Linked DNA regions of Gossypium hirsutum: region 2 is linked to region 1. A link is a contact called in public Hi-C data. All regions are on one chromosome and are shown on one strand. The core of a region is the stretch at or near the end of the contact, and the rest is flanking DNA. Distances in the headings are between cores, read along the strand shown.

Region 1 (7,074 bases), core at 2,405-4,904:
GTGACCAGTGAAATCGGATGTCCCTCGTCTGTTATGAAGTCGAAGTCAACTCGTTTGGAATGAAGAAAACTTGGTCATAGGAGGGAAAAAGGTATGACCGTTTTGTTGAAAAGAGGTTCTCTTTTGGATGTAGAATTTGAAAAGTTAGGGCACTGTGTTCGTGAAAATCAGACCGGGTTAGTTTTGATTTGGCAGTGCGCAAGTCGAAGGCTAGAAGTCTTCCAGCTTCTAAGCACAGATTCAACTCAGTTAATTCCCTGCATAGTTCAAGATAGGCCCGTGGCGGGCTTTGGCAAGAATTCGTGTCAATGTGGAGATTGTTAGAGTTGTGTAACCCAAATTCTAAGAGATTGCTTGCAAGTCAAGTTAAACAAAATATATTTTCTTTCTAGAAGATTTAGTATTTATGAATACAATATATTTAGCATTTATTAGCATAGTTTATTTGACTTAATAATTTAGCATATAAATAGGTTATTTTATAACTTTAGAAAATACACTCATTAGAGATTAGAACTCATAACACATTTAGAGAATTTTGTGTTTACATTTTGAGGGTTCTTTGTTTTCGAGTTTTCGAGGTTTAGTTTTTATGTCCATATTTTGTGCTCTTCGTTCTTTTGCCATTATAGTAAAATTATCTTTTCCCGTGATTTTTTGTCCTCTTAAAATGAGTTTTTTCACGTTAAATTTGTGTGTTCAATTTCTCAATTTATTCCGCTATTTTTTTTTACTTGTTGCTTAATCGAGTTGATCTTAACAGTACTCATCACACAAGAAGGTTCTATTCTATTGTAGCTTGCACCTTATGGATCATTTGGAAATCAAGGAATGAGCTCACCTTCCAGAATGCTAATCCCATCCTGTGTGTTGCAGTAAGAAGGATCCAAGATCTAGAACTATCTATCCTCAATGCTTACCTTCATGACTATAATCAAGCCTCTCATTTAAGAATTCGAGATTTGGGTGTGAATCATATACCTCCCTCTACCTGGACTCTTTCTTTTTGCATTGTTCATGATAATCAAAAGGATATGACAAACGAAGCTAAAATTGCCTAAGACCACAGTGACTCTCAATTTTTTTCATCTGAAGTTTTAAATTTGCAAGCAAAATCCGAGCTAGGCTTCTTATCTTACACTTTATCCTTTTAAATTTTAAATCCTTCTTGTAGGCTCCTTAAAAATGATAAAAAGAAGAAGAAGCAAAATATCATTCTTGGACGCACAAAAGTAAGATGGAGAAGATGTAAGGCAACTCCAGTTTGTCACTATTCAGCATTAGCTGCTAAGCAACAATACATTTTGCAAAGAAGCAAAACAGTAGGCAACACACGCTTTGGGGCACGGCCTTAACCTTTCTTGTTTTGCACAAAAAACAAAAAATCCTTTTTACAGTCTATCTTGTCTGTTACTTTTTCTTTTTTAATTTTGTTCGACGATGGTTTAATGTTGGTTGAAGATATACAATAATAGTAAGTTTTCAAAATACTAATTTTTACTATTAAATAGATTATAAAATGGATATTTAACATTTATATTAATTTTATGTAAAAATCACTAAAGGAGAGAGCGCATTCGAATCTCGTACTAAGATTGACTCCGAACATCAAAAAAAAAAAATCAATTTTAAATATTTAACTTTTATATTAAATTTATGAAATTTATATTTTAATGCCTGTCGTGTATGTATATATAATAATTTAATTAATATATTTAAATTTATCATCATTTAAAGGTTAAAATGTGCCAAAAGTCTCCGTACTTTTTGAAATTTAGGAATTTAATCTGTTTACTTTTATTTTATAAAATTTCATCTTTCTAACTTTTAGATTTTAAAATTTAGATTGTTAGCACTGCTAAATTCTTTTTGTTAAATTTATTGTTGTGACATTTTTGAAATAAAAAAATACTCACTTGATAGTCATGCAATTAAAAAAAATAATTTTGTATTTAACTTGTACACAATATTAACAATTGGACTTAAATTTTAAAATCTAAAAAAAAGACTAAATTCTATAAAATAAAAATATAGAGACTAAATTTTTAATTTTCGAGATGTACAATAACTTCAGGCACATTCTAACCTCATTTAAAATATATAATCTATAATGTTAAGAAAATATAATCTAGAATCTATAAATATAAATAAATAATATTATGAAGTGATTTAATATATTTTTATTAATAAAAAATTAGAATAAATATGTTTGAACCCATTAATCATCTTTATCAAGCAAAAAGTAAATGGCTTCGACAGGCAATAATGCTGGAAGATCGACAAAAAAGGTTAGCCGAAGGCCGGATGAACCACCGGATCCGGATGATCTTGTGGTCAATGATAAAGGCATGAGTGTGGATATTCCTACGGCTCAATCCGAGTCTTGGAAAGACAAGTTTCTGGGTACCCACAAATGAGAAGAGTAATCTATAGAATGAAGATGATATCAAATTACTTGAGGGAGGCGCGAAAAAGGAGATTGTTGATGGCATCCCTTCCATCACTTTCTCTGACCGAGTGCATCATTTTATTGCCAAACAAATGACTCGAACGGTGGTTGTCAAACTACTAGGAGGAAAATTTCATATCTCACTATGTCAAACAAATTGCAAGCAATTTGGAAAACTAAGCAGCCTTTACAGATAATTGATATAAAGAGTGACTACTTCTCTGTCAACTTTCAAAATGATGATGATTACCTTTTGGTGATGTCTGGGGGGCCTTGGACAATTTTTGGGCAGTACCTCTCTGTACGGCTATGGACTCCTGAGTTCTCAACAGATCAAGAGTTTCCTAAGAATATGATGGTCTGGATCAGATTGCCTGCATTGCTGGAAGGAATGTACACGAGAAGTCTACTCAAGTTCATTGGAGGCGCGATTGGTCCCGTTGTGAAAATAGACCGTAACAAGACTTCCAAATCTAGGGGGCAATTTTCGAGGATTGCGGTTTACATTGATCTAGGGAAACTATTGATTTCAAAGCTACAGATTGATGGGAGGATACAACGTGTGGAATATGAATCCATGTCCTAGGTTTGTTTTAAGTGTGGGAGATTCAGACACTCTAGAGATTCTTTCTGTCATAATTTTGTAAGAGATGTTTCATCTGTAGGAGCTGCGACTGGGAATCTTGACAAGGGTGTATTTAACCAAGGAGGGGAAACGTTTGATTGCTCTGGGAAGAATAGTTTAGCGCCTGATGTTGAGGAAGGGGATCAGTTTGGGCCATGGATGTTAGTGGAACGCAAGCCACGGCGGAAACCATTAACGACGGCAACAGAACCTAACAGTAACTCTGTTGTCGGGATCGAAGGTTCGAGATTCAACATTCTAAGCGGTAATCACGGGTTGATTGGAGAGGTGGCTCCTGATATCTTTTATGGAAACACTGGGAATCAGGGATCTACTGTGCCAACATTGGGAACAAAGCTGCAATCTAGGGATAAAGCGCCATTCAATCCTCAAATCAAGGGTAAAGCTTTTAAGAAGGGACTTGCAAAAAAAAATGCAAAGCTGTTTCATCAGCGAATGGGCTGAAAAATATTTCACATGCTTTAAAGCCTGTTAAGAAAAATGGGCCTTCGCTTGGGTCGGAGGAAAACCCATTTGACGAAGGATAAAAAATGGGTCCAAAATTGATGGAATCTAACTCTGTCCCAATTAAGGGTCTGTTTGATAGGGGAAAATATTTTCCGGAATTGGTTTTTCCCATTTTCCAGTGTTTGATTGGAAGAAAATATTTTCCTTTTGGAAAATCAACTCCAAAACACGGGAAAATGCCTTACAATTTTTGAGAAATTGTCTTACCGATTCAATCTCCGTAAGACATTTTCCTAAAGCTCTCAGGCATTCTTCTCCCTTCATCCATTCTTCTCCCTTCATCCGGTAAGCTCCCTTCATCCACTCTTCTCCCTTCCTTCATTCCTTCAAATTTCTGTTCTCGAAAGCTTCATTTTGGTTCAGAACTGGAAACCGCTGCTGGTACGTTGCAATTCTATTTTTCGACGGTTACTTCGTTTATTTTTCATTTCTTTTTGGCGTTTATGCTCCGTTTATTTTTCATTTCTTTTTGGCTGCTACTGCCGCTGCCATTTCTGCTTTCAAATGATGGGTAAGCTTCCTTTTTCTTTTATTCTTCGTTCGGTTGTTAATGCTGAAAGCCATCTTTCTAATTTCCACTCTTTTTCTTCTTCTTCTAACACCATTGCTACCCACATCGACTGCCTAAGTAAGAAACCCATGTCCATGCCTGTTAGAGGAAAGGGAAAAACAGACCACCGCTTCGATAATGTTGATCATGCTTTGAGTTTGTTCAATAAGATGATTGAAAAGTACCCAAAGCCTTCAATTGTGGAATTCACTAAATTATTTGCAGCCATTGTTAGAATGAAACATTATGCCATTGTTGTTTCTATGTGTAGCCAGATGGAATTATTAGGTGTTTCCCATGATGTTTATTCTGTGAGCATCTCGATTAATTACTTTTGTCAATTAGGTCGAATTGATTTTGGGTTTTCTATTTTGGGGAAAATGCTGAAGTTAGGTGGAGCCTGATGTTGTAATTTTTTCAACTTTGATTAATGGGCTTTGTAATCAAAGTAATATTTCTGTGGCCGTTTGTGTGTTCGATATAATGTTTTCTGGAAAAAGGATTGATCTTTATGGTTGTATTATCTCTAGTAATCTTTTGTAAATATAATGTTTTCATCTTTGTTGTTGATTTATATTCTGCCCTCTTTATACATAATGTTCTGTGTAGAGAATGAGTATATATCTTGTATCCTGTTGAATGGGAATATATAATTGAACCTATTTTACTTTTCTTTTCCCAGTTGGTTGTGGAAAGAATGTTGGCTTCTGAAGGAATAAAAATGGTAGAATTGGGCAGAGATGAATTAGAAAAACGAGTTTGGGAGTGGAAAGAGAAGTATGTCTTCCCTTAAATTATTTGCATACTTGGTTTTTCTGCTGTTCTTTGCTGATTTTGAATCTGTTACTTTGTACATATCATCTATTGTGTTTTTGTTGTTTATGAAGAAATGGCTTAGGGGGTTCTCCACAACTTCAATAAATTCTACTTCTTCTCCTTCCAAATACTAATACTTATGGAGTTTTATTGCTTTAACCCGTTGCTTAATTTCTGGTGTTTATTGTTCATATTTGACCATACTTCCAAGTTTTCTGGCAATCTTTTTTCTTTGTGGGTTATATAGTAGTTTTAGTTTTATCTTTTCATTTAATTATTCTGGTTCATTTATTTTATGATAGGTTTCGACCCCGCATTCTTATTGATGTTAGCAAGATTGACATGACCACCACTGTCCTGGGATTCAAGATTTCAATGCCTATCATGATTGCTCCGACTACTATGCAGAAAATGGCTCACCCTGAAGGTATGAATGTTCTGGTTTTTTAGTACCCTTGTTATGAGATTGTTTGAGCAACTAATGTTCACATATCAGATTGAGCACAGTCGTCTTTGGTTGCTGAGTATGCTTAGACTTGCATGATGATTTACATTGCAACTCTGGATATTTCCTGAAACAGAACAAATTTGTATACGAATGATTTCCAGATGCGAAGGAGTGAAAAAAATGTAAAATTTAACTTTCGTATGCAGACATAGCATCAATTCTTACTTATGATGTTCATGGACTATGCCATAGAAGTCAAATAAATCAGCTTAAATTCCATTGATTACTATCATGTTTCACTTTGCTAACTGATGTTTAGGATGTTTATTTTCTCATTTGATCATAATATTCTATCTTCCTGATGTATATGGTATTGCTCAATGTGCAGATTCCTCACTTGAGACCTGCGGAATACAAGAGGTCTAGGTTACCTAGGAACAGGAGGACTGTGAACCGTGCCTATGGTGGTTTTGAAGAAGGTTTTGAAGATTCAGAAAACCAAGGAAAATGTTTCATCAAAGAACCAGTTCAACTGATAAAAGATTCATTATGACAGGAAGTAACAACGTTGTTTCTGATTTTTGTTTTTTTTCTTCTAGTTCTACGCATTTTCAGACATCTCTTGTACAAGTAAACTTCATAAATAAACTTCATAAATAGAGAAAGAATCAAGACACCGCATGTATCAAGATATTGATACTTTTATGTGGTGTAATATTATGCACTTGGACAATGTTGTTACTATGTGGTGTACTACTAATTATGTATTTTGATAATATTATTTCTAGTACTCATTATGGTTTCGAAGCAATTTATAATTATTCAATACTTGTTTTTTAACACAATTACAAATAATTTATTTGATATTAGTTTTTTTTAATTTATAACGATTAATATTGTAGCTTAATAATTGAGTATTATTATAAATAAATCATTGCAATATATGTAAAAATAATTTAAAATATAAAAATTTATTAATATATATTAATATATGTAAAAACAACTTTTCCGAAAAATATTTTCAGGAAATCTGTCAAACCAGTAAATTATTTTACAAAAAAGTAAAACATTTTTCAAAAATCATTTTACGAAAAACATTTTACTAGCAATCAAACAGACCCTAAGTTTCAAGCGGTCGGACATGGTTTAGACAAGGAAAGGAATTTGGATGTAAGGCTATCAACAAACAGAGGGATTTCTTTGGGTGAGGGAGAAATGGGAAGGCTTCCAGTAACAATTTCAAAAGGTGATAGGGGGGAGATATTTGGACAACGACCAACGGAAGAATCAAAAGGTTTGAAGGATGGCACAGGTCAAATTTCAAGGAGTTTACTAGAAGGGGGTGTTCTACTCTTCCGATTGATCGAGCGGTTGAGGGTTTAATCAAGGGGTTGTGCCAGGAGGTCAGACATGACACAAAATTGATGGAGGATATGTCTTCGATTCGTGAATCGGATGATGAAACTCTGGAGGATGCGACTTCGGCATAAAGTTTTGGTTAGTGACTGTAAATCTCTTGGGTTTTATGTTGATGATTCCTATTTTTTGTGCATTATTTTGGAACCGCCAAGGATGTGGTCCTCCTCGATTCTATAATTTTCTGTTTGAATATAGGAAAGATTTTCATCCGAATCTTGTTGCCCTCTTTGAAACAAGAA
Region 2 (7,074 bases), core at 2,443-4,942, 300 kb after region 1:
ATTTAGCAAAGTCAGTTCAATTGCTGTTTCTCACTGACTCTTTCACCCACCCATTTCAACAAGCCTCATTGATCATCATATACGTCCAAATTATTCTTTTATACCATTTCTTGTACAATTATTAACTCCATGATCTACGAGACAATAAGCAAAGCAAGTCTAAGTTTTGATGCTCTTAAACTCATGGGATTTATTAAAATGATAATTATTATGTGCACTAAATATATAAAATAAAGCATCAAATACAAATTGTGATGTAGGATGAAAGATGAAAGGCTGCACATACGGGAATCACGCAAGGCATAAGCCGAGCAAACGTGCGCGCACAATCACGACATAGGACATGTATCCCGAGAGTAATTATGGTAGGCCTTCCCCATGATCAAGCATGATGAAAATGATAATAATTGTCAAAAAGTTGAACGATTAACTCGTTAAGAATAAGATTTGCTGTAATGGGTCCTAAAGTCGGAGAAACAGAGCTTCAATATAGGGGGTCAGGGACTTCATCTTTGTTTAAATTGACCAAGAATCACCTTTACATTATGCTTTTTAATCTCAATAATTCAAAGCACTGATCCCGAAGAAGGAAAAAAGAGGTAGGACATAGGACAATATGATGGCTATCTACATCTGGGTCATTGTTAATGATTGATGGGTAATTTAAAATTATCGATTGAGAGTCACGGATTTTATTTTAAGAGAAACTTCTCTTCAATGCATGAAACTTTATGTAAAAAAGAAAAGCCCAACTCTTTATTCGTGGGAATGGGATAGGATTGATGCGGAGTCAATAGGGGGACCCTTATTGATGGTCTCGTATGATACTGAAAATTGGGCACTAAATGTTAAAGTACATAGCAACCCACCTAAAGCTACGGAAAATAATTAAACACAGCGATCCAGAATCAGTGCACTATCGAATCTCGTGAGGGTTGCTGTCCATCCCAGTGATGAACCTTCAATCTGCATTTTAGCCACCACCATTTTTAACACTAGGAAATTATGGCCACATTTCCAGAATTTCCAAACTGTAAATTTTCGACTTTACCGGCATTCCTGGTTCATTCAAATTGAACTGGTATTGCCAAATTATTAGTATTTTTCTTTCTTTTTTTCAAATGATAAATATCATTAATAAAAAATAGCTTAATTCACGATTTGGTTCTTAAAGTATATCCATTTTCCTTTTTAGTACCTGAATTTTTTTTTAATCAATATAATATAAAATATTATTTTTTAAAAAAACACGTGGTGTGTTCTAATAGTGCCACATGGTTGGTCAACGACTGGGCAATACCTATTAACACTAATCAATGGTTAGTCAAAGTTAAATGTGTTTTTAATATTTAAATATTTACTATTATAATTTTCTATTTTTTAATTTTTAAAAAAACCTAATTGCCACATGACATTTTTATTGGCCAAAGTTGGCTAATAATTTTTTAACGCCTGTTGCTAAATGGACCAAAAACAAAGAAAATTGATACTTTAGATACCAAATTGGAACAAAGAAGTTTTAGTACCAAAATAGAAAAATAAGTATACTTTTAAGGGCTAAATCATGAATTATGCCATAAAAAAGGGTTAGTACGTCATTCATGGGCCCAAAGCTCAGAAGATACGACAATTCAAGACCAAAGGTCGAGCCCAAAGGCATAACAACCCTACAAAACACCTTAATTTTTAATAGGGCCGCTGCCGCCATGCATGGATGAGTGGGGAAGCAAACACCGGGAGACTGTCAAGAGGTTGCCAAACTGGCCTTGATAGCATGCTCGCCTCCGTAAGGAGGCCAAGCCGACGTGAAGCCATGGAAAGTCAAAGATGTCGAATTCACCAACAACATAGAAAACCAATTGGTGGGTTGAATAGACCTTTAGAGCTATTGGGCATAAACAAGCGTCAGGGAAAGCATTGGTGCGATGACTCCATTAACCATCATGAAACAGGACCGACAAAAAGTCTCGAGAAATGTCGGCGTTGCAACATACTAGGCAAGGCTTCACAATTTGGATGAAAAAGAAAATAAAACATCCTAGATGCCAGAGTGGTGGCCGAAAGCAAAACAGGCGGACCCATGGAGAAGCAAGACATGGCCTCTCCTTGGCAGACTAAGGCCGGCAATGGAGGAACGATCAGGCCTTGAGTTATTATGCCGAAAAACAATAGGCAAAGTAAAAACCTGTAGATGATAGTTAACGATGTGAACGACCGGCTGGTCGTTGAACCCAAAGGTTTGGAGGAAATAAGAAAAGAGATTTCCAGAGAGAAGGAAGAGAAAGTTCCTAAAGAGAGAATATTGATTGTATCACGTTTCATTATGATATTTCTCTGATGATGCTGATTGGGATCTCCTTTTTTAGAACTTTTAAAATAATTAGATAGAAATTTTGCTATTTAGGAAGTTAAATTATAATTTTATTATATGTAAACATATAAATTTATAAAATTTAAAGGGCTAATTTTTTTTTTTTGAATCCTTATCTGACCCTTCTAAAATAGTTGGATTAAAGCTTAATTAAATTAACTTAATTAACATAAACATAATTTAATTAACTTAATTCAACATTAATCAATCTTAATGGGTTTTGCTATCATCATCAACTATCTCTTATCTACAAAATAGTCTAATAATAATTTTGACCCTTTGTTAATTACTATTTAAGTCCTCAAGTTTTTGGTCAATTAAAACTCTATGAGGATTAAACTTTTACAATTTAGTCCCTGAGCCTTAATTAACAATTAATTTAATAAAATTACTTGCCCAATCTTCAATATATTTTTATATTATCCTCGTAAATATCATATTTAATATTTACAGATTCAATTTAGAAAAATCAAAATTTGAAACTACATTTTCCAGTATCACTGAAAGTTGGGCAGTTACATTCTTACCGACAATAGGATTGGTAAAAGTTTTACGTTTAAATTTTTAATTGACACCAATCTTGATTAAGATCCCTGGACAACTTCTATCCATACCCTTATTTCAAACAAGAATTCAATGAATTATGACCAATAAATTAACACTCTTAGTATTTTTCTTTTATTTACCATGTTCCTTTTATGGCTTATGTTTAAGGTTCGTGATTATTCCTTTCAACAATATTGTCTTTAAGATTTGAACCTTAATTCCCCTTTAAGAATGCAATATGTCGGCGAGAGGATTTGTCACGATTGTCGGCGGAAATATAAGTAAAAGTATTCCCAAACAAAATTTTATATGAAATTAGACATTTTTTTGATACAACATCTAAAACTAACTCGTCCCCAACACATGAATAAGAGGGATAAATCGAGCTTGAGTGTGCTGGAACCGATGTTTTCTTGCAATAGTAACAATACCGTTACCAACTGAGACAGTATATGAAATTAGACATCTAAATAAAGGTAATACGTAATTTTAGGATAAAACGAACTTAAGCACGCTTGAACTCATATCCTCCTACATTGGCAATAATACTAATAGCAACTGTATTTTTATTAGGGAATTGCATATTTTGATTAATTATTAAGTGTATTAGGATAAAAATTAAACTTAATAATATATAAATAAATGGAGTGAATGAAAACTAAAAAAATTACCTTAATACAGTTTAAAACAAACGGTAGCACTAACATGTAGCTAAATAATTAATTTTTTATTTGACTTGTTTTTAATAAAAAAACAAACTCAAATGCTATTCTCGTTCCTCGTGACTTCACTCTTTTGAAAAATTCAAACCCTAACCTCTGCAATTTCGACCGATTTTCAGTGATTAGAAACAAAATTATTATCATAATTTTCATGGAAACCAGATCCGCAAAACGAAAGAAGTATTGGTTGGAAGGCGAGAATGGAATCGATAGAATTAGTGATCTCCCAGACGTTGTTCTTCATCAAATTCTTTTTCATTTACCCATCAAATCCATAGCGCAAACCAGCGTGTTATCGAAAAGATGGAGATCGTTGTGGATTTCATTCCCTGATCTTGACTTCACCTCTATTAATCCAATCGGTGTTGCTTCAACGAATGCTCCAAATACGAAGCCGAGTATAAAAAATAAAAGATTATTATTATGTCCGCATTCTTTTTCCGTTAAACGACTGGACTTCATTAGCCAGGTATTAGCTCTCCGCGACAAGCAATCCGATCTAAGGATCCTTCGTTTCCGTGCTCCTTTGAGCTTTTCACGTCTAAATGGCTTGATCCGTCTCGCCGTAAGGCAAAATGTGCAGGAATTAGACGTTGAAGTCGCCACCGACGATTACTTTAATTTCCCACGAAGTGTTCTCACCAGTGAATCATTGCGTGTCTTCAAGTTGCGATCTCGATACCCCGGTTTCCGTTTACTACCTCCGTCGGTCATGAAACGTGGTTTCCAATCCCTCCACACCTTATCTTTATCTCTCGTTATTTTATACGATCAGCCCACACTTTCCGATTTGTTTACGGATTCATCGTTTCCTCGGCTCAAGAAATTGAACCTCGATGCTTGTTTTGGGTTGAAACAGCTTAAGGTTAGTTGCTTGGCACTAGAGGAATTCACGCTTGAAAATTGCTTCCAATTACATGGATTGGATGTCTCGGGGGCTAAATTGAAGACATTGCAAGTTGCGAGCTGTTTCGATGCGTATTGTGATAAGAGTTGGGTGAAGATTAATGCACCGAGCTTGAGAGTCATGGTATGGGAATATAATGCCATCACCGAGAACAGCTCGTTGGAGAACTTGGTATCGGCTCATGAGGCTTCCATTGGTTTCTTTGTGCTTAATGAAGATTTCAGTGTGACGAAGATTCGGAGTGTGTCCAATCTTTTATCTGCTCTCTCCAGACTCCACACCTTAACGCTTGAAGGCCAATGCGTTGAGGTACATTTTTTTTACTTCTCAATTCATGCATTGCTTTACTGCCCTTTGCTGTTTGTAAAAGTCTTGCAAGGTGGAGAAAATAATATTAAGAAATTTGGAATTCAATTCAATTTAATTATAAAACACTAAAAATCTCGAATAAAAAAGATTTCTTGCACATTAATCATATTGATATTTGTCCCTAAAAGTCCTAATGGGATCCATGAATAATGAAATTTTGTCCTTAAAATCCCTTCAATTGCCCTTCTATTTTAATTTTTTTTATTTTTCTTTATTATCATTTTAAACATTAAATCACAAAATATAGCAGGTGTTGTCAAGCAGGAATTATATTGCAAATCTAATGCATCCATTCGACCAACTAAAATCCCTAGAGCTACAAACTGGCTTCAACAAACACAATCTCCCCGGATTAGCTTATCTCTTCAAGTGCTCTCCTGCATTACACACTCTAATTCTCAAGATCCTCAATGATTATAAGATTGAACGAAGAGTATGTACCCATATATATGTATATATATTTACATTTACATTATAAACGAAGAGAATGTACCCACAGTTCTTTTTTTTACATTATATATAAGTTGTCATGTTTAAATTTAATTTACTTGGTGATTGTTTTATTTGAACTTATTTTCAGAAATGGAACAAGGACTTGTGGGACATACCTAGCTCAGAAGAACAATTCTGGGAATCTCAAAGCCAGGCATTGAAGCCATTGCTTAACAACCTTAGTGTAGTGAAAATACATGGATTCTTAGAATGTGAGAATGAAGTTAGCCTAGCAAAGTTCTTGTTGAAGCATGGGAAAGCATTACAAGAGATGACATTTTTCTCCGGGCACTGCAACTATAGAGATTCCCTACGACGACAAAAGATTAGGTCACAAATGATGGGGTTTTCCAGGGCATCTTCTAATGCAAAGATTGAGTTTCTCTAAACTTCATTTGCAGAATATTTTTTAATGTAAATTTGCAACATCAATGGTGACAGTTTTTATGGTGACTTTCTCTAGATACAATTTTTATGGTGACTCTCTAGATACCAGGTTCCTTCCTTAATTACATTTGGTATTAAGTAACTGACACAGTTTCTCAGCTTTGGCAAGCTAAAGGGTATATAAGTCCTAAAATTTAAGGAAAAAAAAATACTTGAAATACACATTTAATTAATTAGTCTATAAATTCTCTGATTCAATTAATTAAACTCTTTAATTACTTTAATTACTTTAATTAATTCTCTCAAATTACTTTAATTAATTGTTGGTCAATTACAAATGGTCAAATCTCTGATTCAATTAAGTCTATAAACTCACTGATTCAATTAATTAAACTCTCTTGATTTCCTATTCAGTCCGCTCATTCATCCATTCCACCAATTATTCTTATCTTCATCTACCCAGTCAAGGAAATTTCCCTCCTTACTCCGTATACATATTATATATATAAATATATCTCTCAAGACATTACACTTATCACCATATCACACAATACGCCATTGATTACTTAGACAAATCATTTACTCTTGCATCCAGTGTACACACTTTCATGGTATCATTCATTATTCAGCATGCCCATTTACCCTTTTCTATACACAGCCACAATTCTAGATAACTCAGACACAAACCATTCAAACAAACATTATCAACGATCACCCAAGGGCAAAGTACAAAAACTCACATTGCTTTCTTAATCCTCGACAACATAGCTTGCCCAACACTAGAGACTCTTTTGTCATGTTAGTTAAGCATAACAACCATTTATCGGTTAACTTAAAGGTGTTCAAACATTAAAAACCTAGTGTCCATAATTATATAGAAACTTTAAAGATACTCTAGTTCTTCCTTCAATCCACGAGGATAGAGAGATAAGCGAGTTTATCAGTTTTCCAATTTTCTACTTCCAGACTTCAATTCATGCGACGGTTGCAACATGCAGAGCTTCCTTTAGCTACATCCTCTTCTTCTTCGGAGCGACCGAAGAAGACGATGCTATAGAGAGAAAAATTGGTAAACAGAATTGAGAAGAATTCTGTTTCCACGCACACCTATATATATACTCCATTGGCAAGGCCGCCACAGACCAATACAATCACTCATTCCTAATCATTTTGTCTCCCACTACGGAATTGGCTGGTTTGAAGCTAACTAAACCAAAATTAAAATCCAATTATTCTCAACCAGCCACTTAGGTTTCCAAATATCTCGGTAGAGTCTGCCA

The links. Hi-C and Micro-C count contacts between places; a contact is called where the count stands out from the background.
Region 2: a contact with region 1 is called in a Hi-C map of leaf, with 2.5 times the contacts expected there. The contact joins the promoter of LOC107919609 here to the promoter of LOC107920748 in region 1. A contact is called at or near these places in 6 of 34 Hi-C or Micro-C datasets (callus, leaf and seedling).

What each region holds. Positions count from the first base shown.
Region 1 is chrD13:9,105,666-9,112,739 of Gossypium_hirsutum_v2.1, forward strand. LOC107920748 ((S)-2-hydroxy-acid oxidase GLO1) reads left to right here and starts at 3,655. Exons shown (of 4, transcript XM_041110208.1): 1 at 3,655-3,887; 2 at 4,849-4,929; 3 at 5,271-5,395; 4 at 5,805-6,140. The coding sequence starts at 4,850. The coding sequence ends at 5,842. It overlaps LOC107920749 (a long non-coding RNA gene), which reads right to left and starts at 3,524. Exons shown (of 2, transcript XR_001690764.2): 1 at 2,700-3,524; 2 at 2,156-2,565.
Region 2 is chrD13:9,405,006-9,412,079 of Gossypium_hirsutum_v2.1, forward strand. LOC107919609 (putative F-box/FBD/LRR-repeat protein At4g03220) reads left to right here and starts at 3,693. Exons shown (of 2, transcript XM_041110215.1): 1 at 3,693-4,855; 2 at 5,496-5,880. The coding sequence starts at 3,791. The coding sequence ends at 5,795.